Regions from separate parts of the Sus scrofa genome. Here region 2 is linked to region 1. Evidence: chromatin contacts called from public HiChIP or PLAC-seq data. All regions are on one chromosome and are shown on one strand. The core of a region is the stretch at or near the end of the contact, and the rest is flanking DNA. Distances in the headings are between cores, read along the strand shown.

Evidence for each region. HiChIP or PLAC-seq counts read pairs in DNA pulled down with a chosen protein or histone mark.
Region 2: an H3K27ac HiChIP or PLAC-seq map of skeletal muscle shows a contact between it and region 1, with 4 times the contacts expected there. The contact joins the enhancer-like site here to the promoter of VASP in region 1. A contact is called at or near these places in 15 of 47 Hi-C or Micro-C datasets (adipose tissue, brain, embryonic fibroblasts and 7 more) and 2 of 2 datasets of contacts at active chromatin or transcription factors (alveolar macrophages and skeletal muscle).

Annotation. Positions count from the first base shown.
Region 1 is chr6:51,868,807-51,874,508 of Sscrofa11.1, reverse strand. It overlaps VASP (vasodilator-stimulated phosphoprotein), which reads right to left and starts at 1,699. Exons shown (of 13, transcript XM_021094561.1): 1 at 506-1,699. The coding sequence starts at 510. LOC110261012 (a long non-coding RNA gene) reads left to right here. Exons shown (of 4, transcript XR_002344692.1): 2 at 2,035-2,126; 3 at 5,257-5,354. PPM1N (probable protein phosphatase 1N) reads right to left here. Exons shown (of 5, transcript XM_021094558.1): 5 at 3,363-4,751. The coding sequence ends at 4,710.
Region 2 is chr6:51,929,422-51,934,952 of Sscrofa11.1, reverse strand. All of the region lies in intron 2 of OPA3 (optic atrophy 3 protein), which reads left to right. Among named protein-coding and RNA genes, the nearest start is that of OPA3, 35 kb to the left of the region's middle. Within about 2 kb of position 2,957, at least 5 of the 83 cell types and tissues checked have an H3K27ac peak or open chromatin away from gene starts, as enhancers often do. A contact at or near this core is called in adipose tissue, liver, skeletal muscle and 1 more, where this site is marked.

The sequences.
Region 1 (5,702 bases), core at 450-2,949:
AAGAGCCCTCGAAGTTAAGGGGCAAAGTCCTCTTGGGAAGACGTTTCCCGGCACCATGTAAAGAGGGACCCCGAAAGCCAAGATCTTCGTTTCAATCTCTCTTCCAGGTCCCAGGGACCTCCAAACTGGCCCCCCCATAATCTCTCCTGGGGCCGGCTAAGATTTGGGGGGAGTCTGAGCCCTGCCTAAATCCCAGCCTCCCGGCCGGGAGTACCTAACAACTTAGAAGTCCTCCGAAAAAGTCTTTTAAAAATTCGGGAGTCCTCGGAGCGCCCCCAAATCTGAGGGCTCCCGGGAGAACCTCACCGGCACCACCCGGAGCCTTGGGAATCAAGGGAAAGTGATCAATATTTGGAGCCCGTCCAAGGGGGATCGGCCTCAAATTCGAGGCTCCCAGTGCCCTGTCCCTAAATTCCAGCCCGGAGCAAGCTGGGGGGAGGGGGACAAAGGCGGGGCGGGATCCCGCGCCGGGCAGGGAAGGGTCTAGAGGCAGTTCGAGGCTCACCTCATGGCTGCTCGGCTGGCGGGCGGAGCGCCCACGGGGTAGGTGCTCCCGGGGCGCCCCTGGCTCGAGGTTCAGGGGTTCGGGGCTGGCTCCAGGTTCTGCTCAGTCTCCCCCAGGGTCCCGCCCCATAGAGTCCGGCTTCCTGGGGGGAACGTGGACAGGGCCGGCGCGGATCCTCAGGCGCCTCCTCCCTTTGGGGAGCTGATCCGGGGTCCTTGCGGCAGAAAGGGGGTGCGGCGTCCCCTCCCCGGCGCGCCCCCTCAGCTGGCGGCGGCTACAATGTTACTCTTACTACTGTACTTCTCTTCGCTACATTTCGTTCCAAAATTCCACTCCCCGCACCCACAATGCCCTGCGCCTTAAAGGGGCCGCGGACACCTCCAGGCTGTGGGATTGGAGGGTGGAGGGTGCTTAAAAGGGCAACGCGGAACCTTAGACTTCCGCTATTTCCCTCTTCCCCAACGTTATTGCACAGCGATGCACTCTGGGGAGTCACCCCCAAATTAGGGGGGCAAGCTTGTTGGGGGGGAAGGGATCCTTCCTTCATCCTTAGTTCTCTCTCATGATAGAAATTCTCTGGGGACTCTCAGTGGGGGCACAATCTCTTCTCACCCTCCCCATCGACTTCTCCATTTCTTTACATTCTACTCAGTGTGGGGGGCGAGAAGGACCCTCTGGTTAAGCATAGATTCAAATTTTCTCCCTTAAATCCTACCTTCGGACCTCCCCCAACGTCTCTCTCCTCCGCCCGTTTATGAAGCTCTACTAAGGGGTGCACCCCCCCCTCCGAGGAGGGGGATGGGTGAGGAGGGGCCCCACCTCCTTCGTTGCCGCCCCCCCCACCGCGCCCGCCCAGGGAAGGTGAGGAGGAAGTGGGCCGAGGGGGCGCGGCTGGCCGCTGACTCACAGCCGCAGGGTGTGGGGGGGGGCGGGGGGAGGGGAGGTGCGGTGCAGGACCTGAGTGGGAATGGGACTCCTGGTCCCGCTGCGAATAAGGCCCACGACCCCCTCCCCACGCACTCCCCGCCGTGACTCAGTTTCGTCGGCGGATGATGGCGGGATCATCCAACAATCCGAGGACACGGAGGTGGGGGGACTCTCCCTAGCGCCTGATCCCGCGAGCCCCCACCCCCACGCGCCAGCTTGGGGCTGAGTCCCTACACCCTTCCCGGGCGTCCGCAGCGGGTCCCTCAGGCTCCGCCCCACGTGACGTCACCAACACGGTCATGCCCCTCCCGTAGAGCGCCACCTGGCCTGGGTTAGATGCCCTAGGCTGGTGTGGGAGCCTGGGAAATCATCAGTTCCACTTTTCGAAATGGGTAAACTGAGGTCTGGAGGCAGGTTGTAAGTATGGGCTCAGCATTCTTGCCTGAGCCTCCTAAAACTCCACTGGTGCCTGGGTGCAAGGTATGCGTGTAAAACAAACAGCTCAGGGCAGAGCCGAGGAGGTGAGGAAGTTAACCTTCCCAGCCTTTTTCCAAGCTGAATCTGCTGCCTGGGTGCCGTCCTGACCTTCACGTCATTTCTAGGCTGTGCTCTGTCGTTAAACCTTCTCTGAAGAATGGAGTGATCCTCTTCCCTTTTCCACTTCACTCTGGGAGACCTTGAACCCCGATCTACGGTAGGATACAGTTGTTTTGGTGTGTTTCCTCAGGCTGTGGGTTCTTTGTGGACAGAGGCAAACTTGATGGCTTTCTGGGTCTTACTAACCCAGCAAAGCAGCTCAACACACATGTACCCAACTGCATGAGAACCCCAGTTCTGTGTGACCGCCGGCAAGTCCTTTCTCTTTTCTAGGTCTCAGCTTTCCCATCTGTGAAATGGAAGGGGTGTCACTTCTGTGTGGCCACCTGGACTAGAGTCAGCAAACTTTTTTTTTTCTTTTTTCATTTCTGGCCCAGGCAGCAGCATGAGGAAGTTTCCAGGCCAGGGATTGAAGCTAAGCCACAGCAGTAACCAGAGCCACAGCAATGATAGCGCTGGGTCCTTAACCCACTAAGCCGCCAGGGAACTCAGCAACCTTTTTCTATAATCATCCAAATAGTATATATTTTAGGCATATTAGGCATAAGCTCTCTTTTGCATCTTCTTTTTTGAAAAACAACACTTTAAAAATGTAAAAACCATTCTTAGCTCAGGTGCTATACAAAACAGATAGCAAGACCCCTTACTCCAGAGAAACTCCTGCATATGCACACAGGAGCTCAATCAAGGATCTATCTGACAGCACTGATGTAAGGGCAAGAAAATTGGAAAGAGCCAAAATGCCCATCAAGAAGGTGATGGATAGCGAGTAAGGTGCCTAAGTGGCATGAAAGATGTCTTTAACACACTATTGAGTAAAAAAACCAAATTGCCAAGTGATACATAGGGTATGAAAAATATCTAGGCAACACCGCAGGTACCGTATACATGTGCGTACATGCCCAATAGAAGATCTGGAAAAATCTACTCCAGACTCACTGCAGTGGTTACCAATAGGACAGAGCATGGGATTGTGGCAGGTTTGATGGTCATAATCTCAAGCCTCATCTTGAAAATGCCAAGTTTAGTCTTGCCACTAAGCTTTCACAATGGCTGTTTCTTCTGCCTTGGGACACTCTTCTCTAGGGTTTTTGCATGGCTGTCTAGTTCCTGCTCAGCTTTCCCCTCCTTAGCGGTCTCACCTGATGTCCCTTGTCTAAAGCAATCATGCCCAGGTGGGAAAAAAAGTTGTTTTTTTTTTCTTTTTAGGGCCACATCTGCAGCATATGGAAGTTCCCAGGCAAGGGGTTGAATCAGAGCTACAGCTGCCAACCTAAGCCACAGCCACAGCCACACTGGATCTGAGCCTCATCTGTGACCTACACCACAGCTCATGGCAATGTCAGGTCCTTAACCCACTGAGGGAGACCAGAGATTGAACCTGCATCCTCATGAATACTTCATGTTCTTAACCTGCTGAGCTAACATGGAAACTCCCCCCAGGTGGAAAATTGAGTGGCTATGGGGCAGGGGATGGAAGAAAGACTTTTTATTGAGCCATTTTGTGTCCTTTGAATTTCAAACCAAGTGAACTTCTTACCCATTGAAAAATTAATAACATTGTAAAAAAACTAAAGTAATTTCCCTCAGGCATATGGGAGGTTCCCAGACTAGGGGTCCAATTGGAGCTACAGCTGCTGGCCTACATCACAGCCACAGCAACGCCAGATCCAAGCCACATCTGTGACCTACACCACAACTCACGGCAACGTCGGAGCCTTAACCCACTGAGCAAGGCCGGGGATTGAACCTGCAACCTCATGGTTCCTAGTCGGACTCATTTCCGTTGGTGCCATGACGGGAACCCCCCCTTAGCCGTTTTCTTATCACATCCCTGTTTCATTTTTCTTGAGACACTTCTCAGTGCCTGAGATGACCTTATTTATGAGTTCCCTTGCTTGCTGTCCCCCTACCCAATCCCACACACTACAGGGTTCTGGGGAGAGGAACCTCAATGGATCTGCCTGGTTGATGGCCTAACACATAGCAAGTGCCCACTACATGTCTGCCAAATGACTGGGCAAAAAATGTGTGTGGTTTTTATTTTTCCCATCAAAAAAAGGCATTTTGAATTACGTAGTTAAAATTTAATCATAGACTTTCCCCTCCTTTCCCCCTAAACAGATGAAAAATATGAACGGAAGAGAAAGGTTATTGAACTGGGTGATTTCTCAGGGTACATTCAGCTTTTTTTTCCTCCTTCTTCTTTTTAGGGCCACACCCGAGGTATATGGAAGTTCCCAGGCTAGGGGTCGAATTGGAGCTACAGCTGTCAGCCTGCACCACCTCCACGGCCACGCAGGATCCGAGCCAGGAGGTCTGGGACCTACACCACAGCTCAGATCCTTAACCCATTGAGGCCAGGGATCGAACCCGCATCCTCACGGATACTAGTCAAATTCGTTTCCACTGCGCCGTAACGGGAACTCTTCAGCTCTAAATATTTTTTAAAAAATTTGTGTGTGTGTGGAATTTCCCCCTCTCATAAGACCTTCTGTGAGAGGGAAGTAGGAGAAAGGGAAATAAATATTCTGGCGTTCCTCCATTGGCCTGTCTTCCTTCCGCTGGTCTGCATAGCTGAGGAGGGGGAGTTTTCTTCCTTAATTCCATTGAGGGCCCAGCTGGGGAGAGGGTCCCCAAAGGACAACAGCTGTCAGGCCTCCAAGTCCAAGGCAGAGCCTTAATGGGTGCCAGCAGGCTTCCCAGTCGCACTCTGCCCCTTCTGGAATACAAAACGTGGGAGACGGTGAATAGGAATCCCTTCTTGCCCGTCGCCATTTACTCCCCTCTATTCTGGAAGCACCACTGGGATATTCCTCCCAGGAGCCAGCATTCCCCATCTCAGTCCCTCAGTGTTGGGTGCCTGGACCTCAAGGCTAAGCCCTAGGGGTGGGCGTGGAACCCCGGTCTGGCCAATCAGAGACTCAGTGACCGGTCAGGCACGTGATCTGGTGTAGCCAATGAGAACCAGCTCCGGAATCAGGGCCGCAATTACTGAGAAACTGCCATGCTCCCTCCGCTGGGAATGGTAGGCTCCTGGGATGTGAGCCTGCTGCAGCTCTGCTATCTCATGTAGAGACTGTGCCTGGGAATGAAGCCAACTCAGAGAAAGTAAAACTAAGAGACAGTTCCTGATGACATCATCTGACAAGTGGATGCAGTCATGCCTTAAGTCCCTGAACTCTTCAATTACATGGCCCAGTAAAACCCTTCGTTTGTCTCCCCAGGTTGAATGGGGTTTCTGTCACTCACAACTCAGAAGAATCCTGACAAATACTTCCTTCTGCTGCTGAGAAACTATCAACAATCCTCCCTCCTCCAACTGGTAATAACCCAACTCCCTTCGCTGCCCTCCAAAGGCCTTCCCGGTTCCTCCCTCACATTTCCTCCCGGACTCCCACCTTATACCTTGATTTATGTGGCTCCACCCATCATCTCTTTGGACATCACCCAGGGGCTCTCTGGGCCCAATTTGCACCCTCTCTCTTCTAAGACCTGGACCACCCTCAGAATTGTCCTGGTGATCTCTGCAGTGCAATCAGCCCTTGGTATTGGTCATCAACATTCCCTGAATTTTTCTGCCTTATTCCTGGCTGGAGGGGTGGTGCTTGGGGGTGATGGGGCTTCACAGAGCCCTGTAGAGGGCACATTTCCTGGAGGGGAAGCACAATCT
Region 2 (5,531 bases), core at 1,708-4,207, 59 kb before region 1:
CTTGTGGCATATGGAAGTTCCTGGGCTAGGGGTTGAATCAGAGCTCTAGTTTCTGGCCTATACCACAGCCACAGCAACGCAGGATCCCAGCCGCGTCTGAGGCCTGCACTGCAGCTGTGGCAACACCGGATCCTTAACCCACTGCACAAGGCCAGGAATCAAACCCACATCCTCGTGGATACTAGTTGGGTTCATTACCAGTGAGCCACAATGGGAACTCCCCAGTCCATCTTATTTTTGACGCTTTTCAAAACAAATGAGGCCAATAGCAATTTAAGACAAAGAATAAGGCTTGTAGAATCTCTGGACGGGCTGAAGGAAGTGCCTCTTGGCTGGGCCTCTGGGAACAAGCCCACAGAACTGACCCACTCGGGGAACTGCTGCCTCCGAGGCTGCCTACTGGAATGTTGTGTTGAAGAACGCGTGGATTTAATGCCATCCAGGGGCCATGGAGTTGGCAGTGAGACCCTGCAAGTTCACCTTGGAAACCCTGATGTCCCTGACCTGCCTTTGCCAGCAGAACCGGGCAGAGCTGCAGCGGAGGAGCCCTGCCTCGCTCACGCCTTCCTGCGGATCTTGGGGGATGTGTGTAACTCACCTGCTGGGCCTGCGGGGCGGGGCAGCCGGGGCGCACCCTTTAGAGCTCTGCAGCCTCTCCGGACAGGAGGGTGCAGTCACAGGGGACTGTCACAGGCCCAGAATGGGAATCACCTGCTTGTGGCAGTTGTTTCTGACTTCTCACCACTCTCTTGCAGAGAACATCCTTGAAGGCCTATCTTTCCCCTCTTGGATCTGATGCCTCCCAGGTTTTGGGAGGATGACCCGGGGACAGGCCTGCAGCTCGGGACAATTGCTAGGAGGAAGGTAGAGGGGATTCTGCCCCATCCTGGGGTGAACTCAGCAAACTGGGGCCTTCAGCTCAGCGTGCTCACTTGCCCACAGAAAGAAATCGCCCCTGCCCCCAGGAGAGTTCTGGGTGAGGGGATCCAGAGCTGCATGCTTCCTCTTCCCCGGCCATTGCGCCCTCTTCCTTTCCCCACCCAAGGCTGGAAGCTTCTCTGATTAGGTCTGCTTTGCAGACAAGAAGCCTAAGGCCCAGAAATATGAAGTAACTTACCCAGGGTCACACCTGCGGCCCATAACTTAGATTCTTGGAAAGAAGAGGCCCCTGGGTGACTCCAGCCCGTGTCCTCAAAGTGAGGGCTCAGGAAGGAAGAGGAGGGAGTCGCGGGTGGGGGAGGATGCCTTCCGGAGCCTGGATGTTCCTCCTGTTGTATTTCCTGCCGTTGTCCTGTCTGACTTGGTATTGTCCTCGGGGATGACCAGGAATTCCTTCCTCTCGACGGAGCAGCTCTGAGGGAAGCAGTGGCGGAGCCTGGCAGCTCCACCTGCCATCCCCTCCCTGGGGCCCAGGGCCACGCTGCCTCCTCTTGGATCGCCCAAGCCCCCTCCCCTCCTCACTCTAGTTCAGCTCTTTTCTCCCCCCTTCCCCCCACCCCCCCCAGGGGCCGTCCCTCATGTCCCCTGGTGTTTGTCCCTTCACCCGGCTAATGCCCACTCTTCTTCCTTCCCGGCTGGCTTAGCCTGCCCTTTCCTGTGTTTTCTGTTTCTGTTAGCTTTTAATGGCTCGATCGAGGTGTAATTGACACACAAGAAACTGCACATGCGTAAGGTTAGATAGACACGTACACCTGTGAAACCATCACCACAATCTAGAGAGTGACCATCGCCCCAGAGAACCCCTTGCCCCTTGTAATCCCCGCCCCTACCCCGACTCCCTGACCCTTAGGCATCCATGGATCTGCTAGAGAGTTGCTTGCATTTTCTAGAATTGTATGTAGTTGGATTTTTTTTTTTTTTTTTTTTTTTTTTGTCTTTTCTAGGGCTGCACTCGCGGCATATGGAGGTTCCCAGGCTAGGGGTCGAATCAGAGCTGTAGCCACCAGCTTACGCCAGAGCCACAGCAACTCGGGATCTGAGCCGCGTCTGCAACTTACACCACAGCTCATGGCAACGCCAGATCCTTAACCCACTGAGCGAGGCCAGGGATCGAGCCCGCAACCTCATGTTTTCTAGTCGGATTGGTTTCCGCTGCGCCATGAAGGGAACTCCTTTTCTCCTTGTTTTGTTTTTTGTAATTGGAATTATACAGTATGATTTTTTTGGCCACCCAGAGGCATATGGAGTTCAGATCTGAGCCCCAGTTTTGACCTGTGCAGCAGTTGCTGCAACACTGGATCCTTAACCCACTGAGCTAGGCCAGGCATAAACCCGTGTCCTCATGAAGCCTAGTCAGGTTCGTTACTGCTGAGCCACAACAGGAACTCCTGTGTAGTATGATTTAAATTTGTTTTCTTCAAAGAGATGCTGGTCATGATACACCACATTGATTTTGCAGCTTATGATCTTAGATCTTCAGTTTAGAACTGCTTGGGGAGTTCGCACAGTATCCATGAGGACGCAGGTTCAATCCCTGGCCTCGCTCAGTGGGTTAAGGATCCAGTGTTGCTCTGACCTGTGGTATAGGCCGGCAGCTACAGCTCCGATTCTGTCCCTAGCTTGGGAACTTCCATAGGGTGTGGCCCTAAAAAGACCAAAAAAAAAAACCAAAAATCAAATCACAAAAACTGCGCTTGGAGGGCTGTCATATCTACCTGTGCCTTATTTGTTTGCCTCCCCTCAGAAGGTCGCAGCCTTGGAACCCCCACCCCTCTGCCCACTCCAGCGTTCTCGACTCGGGGCGGGCAACCCGCTAGAGAAAGGCCAGAGAGAGAGGAGAGGCCTCGGGGAGGGCCCCGGTGAGGTGTGTCAGGGAAGCGGAGAGGCCGGGTCCTCCGGCTGGAGCAGGCCCTTGGCCCCACTGCCCTGGCTGCTGGCACTGCTCACTGCCCCGCGGGGTGCCCTGGCTGGCGCTCGCCCACTCTGCAGCAGCAAAGCTTCCTGAGAAAGATCCGGAGGCTCCTCAGATGCCAACCGAGAGTAACTTCCCCAGGACCTGTCTTCCCCGGGGGGATTATTCAAGTGACCTGTCACATGACCATACAACCTTTGGGTCACCAGATGTCGTCATGCACCGCTTTCGTGCCTCTTGCCCTGGAAGTCACCCATAAACTCAGCTCATGAGTCCCGTCTGTCCTGCAGGTCAGCTGGTGCGGGGTGGCTGGTGCTCGGGGTGCACCCCTGGCTGGCTGAATGCAGGGCAGATCCCTGGCCTGGCAGTTGAAGGAAGCTCCCTGCTAAATGGACCAGGCTTGTGGGGGCAGGGTACCTTCCTCTAGTAACCAAATCTTTGTATAAATCCCTACTTCCTCTCGGAGAAGAAAGGTGATACATTCCTAGAATCAGAACTGTGAGAGTTAGTGTTTTCATTTTCTGTAGAGAAATACCCAAAAGTGGAATTGCTGGATCAGTGTAGTTCTATTTTTAATTTTTTAAGTAACCTTCATACTGCTCTCCATAGTGGCTACACCAATTTACAATCTCACCGACAATGTACAAGGGTTCCCTTTGGCCTTTGTGGGGTTTTTTTGCCTTTTCTTTTTTGTCTTTTCTAGGGCCACACCCATGGCATGTGGAGGTTCCCAGGCAAGGGGTCTAATCGGAGCTGCAGCCGCCGGCCTTCACCAGAGCCACAGCCACTCGGGATCTAAGCCGAGTCTGTGACCTGCACCAGAGCTCACGGCGATGCTGGATCCTTAACCCACTGAGTGAGACCAGGGATCGAACCCTCAACCCCATGGTTCCTAGTTGGATTCGTGTCCGCTGCGCCACAACGGGACCTCCTACCGTAGGTTCTTGTGAATCATGTGTTTTGTTTTATACAGCAGTTCTCACTCTCACAATTCTTCCCTCCCCCCAACAGTTTCACCATAAAATAAAAATATGAAACGCTTCACAAATTCACGTGTCATCCTTGCTCAGCGCCACGCTAATCATCTCTGTATTGTTCCAATTTCAGTGTATGTGCCGCTGAATCGAGATGATTTTTACTCTCGTTGCTTTTGCTTTTGGTGTCAAATCAAGAAAATCATTGCCGAGACTGCTGTTAAGGGGTTTATCACTGTGTTTTCTTCTGGGAGTTTGATGGTTTTAGGTGTTACACTCGAATATTTAATCCATTTTGAGTTACTTTTTGTGTATGGTGTGAGGTAGTCATCCAGTTTAATTCTTTCACTTGTGACTGTCCCGTTTTCCCAGTGCCTTTTATTAAAGAGACTGTAGGGAGTTCCCCGGTGGTCTAGTGGTTAGGATTAGGCACTTCTACCCTTGCGGCCCAGGTTCAATCCCGGGTCTGGGAACTGAGAGCCCACTGCACAATGCAGAGAAAACAAACAAAAGAGAAATAAAAACCAAAAAATTGGCAGAAGACTTGAATGGACATTTTCCAGAGAAGACATACAGGTGGTCGACTGGCGCATGCGAAGGTGTTCAGCATCGCTTTGCTGGTAGAGACCCACCCGCGCGCGAGAGCCGCGGTGAGGAACCACCTTGCAGCTGTCGTCATGTCTGTCATCACGCAGTCTACAAACAGCGAGTTGAGTTCCTGTCGTGGCCCAGTGGTTATCGGACCCGACTAGTGTCCATGAGACCTCGGGCGCAGTCCCTGGCCTCGCTCAGCGGCTCTCGGACCCGGCGTTGCCGTGAGCTGTGGTGTAGGTTGCAGACACGGCTCGAATCCCTCACTGTGGTGGCTGTGCTGTGGGCCGGCAGCTGTAGCTCCGATTCAACCCCTGGCCTGGGAACCTCCATATGCTGCGGGTGCAGCCCTAAAAAGCCAAAAAAAAAAAAAAAAAAGAAAGAAAAAACTCTACAAATACCAAATGTCAGAGAGGATGTGGAGAAAAGGGAACCCTGTACACTGGGATGGGAATGGAAATTGGTGCAGCCACTGTGCCAAAGAGTGTGGAAATTCCTTAAAAAACTTAAAAATGACACTATGATATGATCCAGCAGTTCCACTCCTGGGTGTATATATATGGAAAAAAAAAACAAAAACACTTATTCAAAAAGATACATGCACTCCAGTGTTCACAGTAGCACCGCTTACAACAGCCAAGGCATGGGAGCCAAGGCATGGGAGCAAGCCAGGTGCCCATCCACAGACAACTGGATTGAGAAGATGTTTTATACACACACACACACACAGGAACAGTATTCAGCCATGGAAAAGAATGAAATGTTACCATTCACAGCACCATGGCTGAACCTAGAGAACATTATGCTTAGTGAAATGAATCAGAGAAAGATAAATATTACATGATCTCACTTAATATGTGGAATTATATAAAAATAATACAAAGGAACATATATGCAGAAGAGAAACAGACACGCAGATACGGAAAACAAACTTGTGGTTACCAAGGGGGAGAGGGAGGCCGGGGGAACAAGCCAGCCGTATGGGATTAAGAGAGACCAGGTACTAGATATAAAATAGATAAGCAACAGGAGTAGACAGCACAGGGAATATACACCTGAGACTAATGCAGTGTTGTAAATCCACTGTACTTCAATTCAGGAAAAAAAAAGAAAAG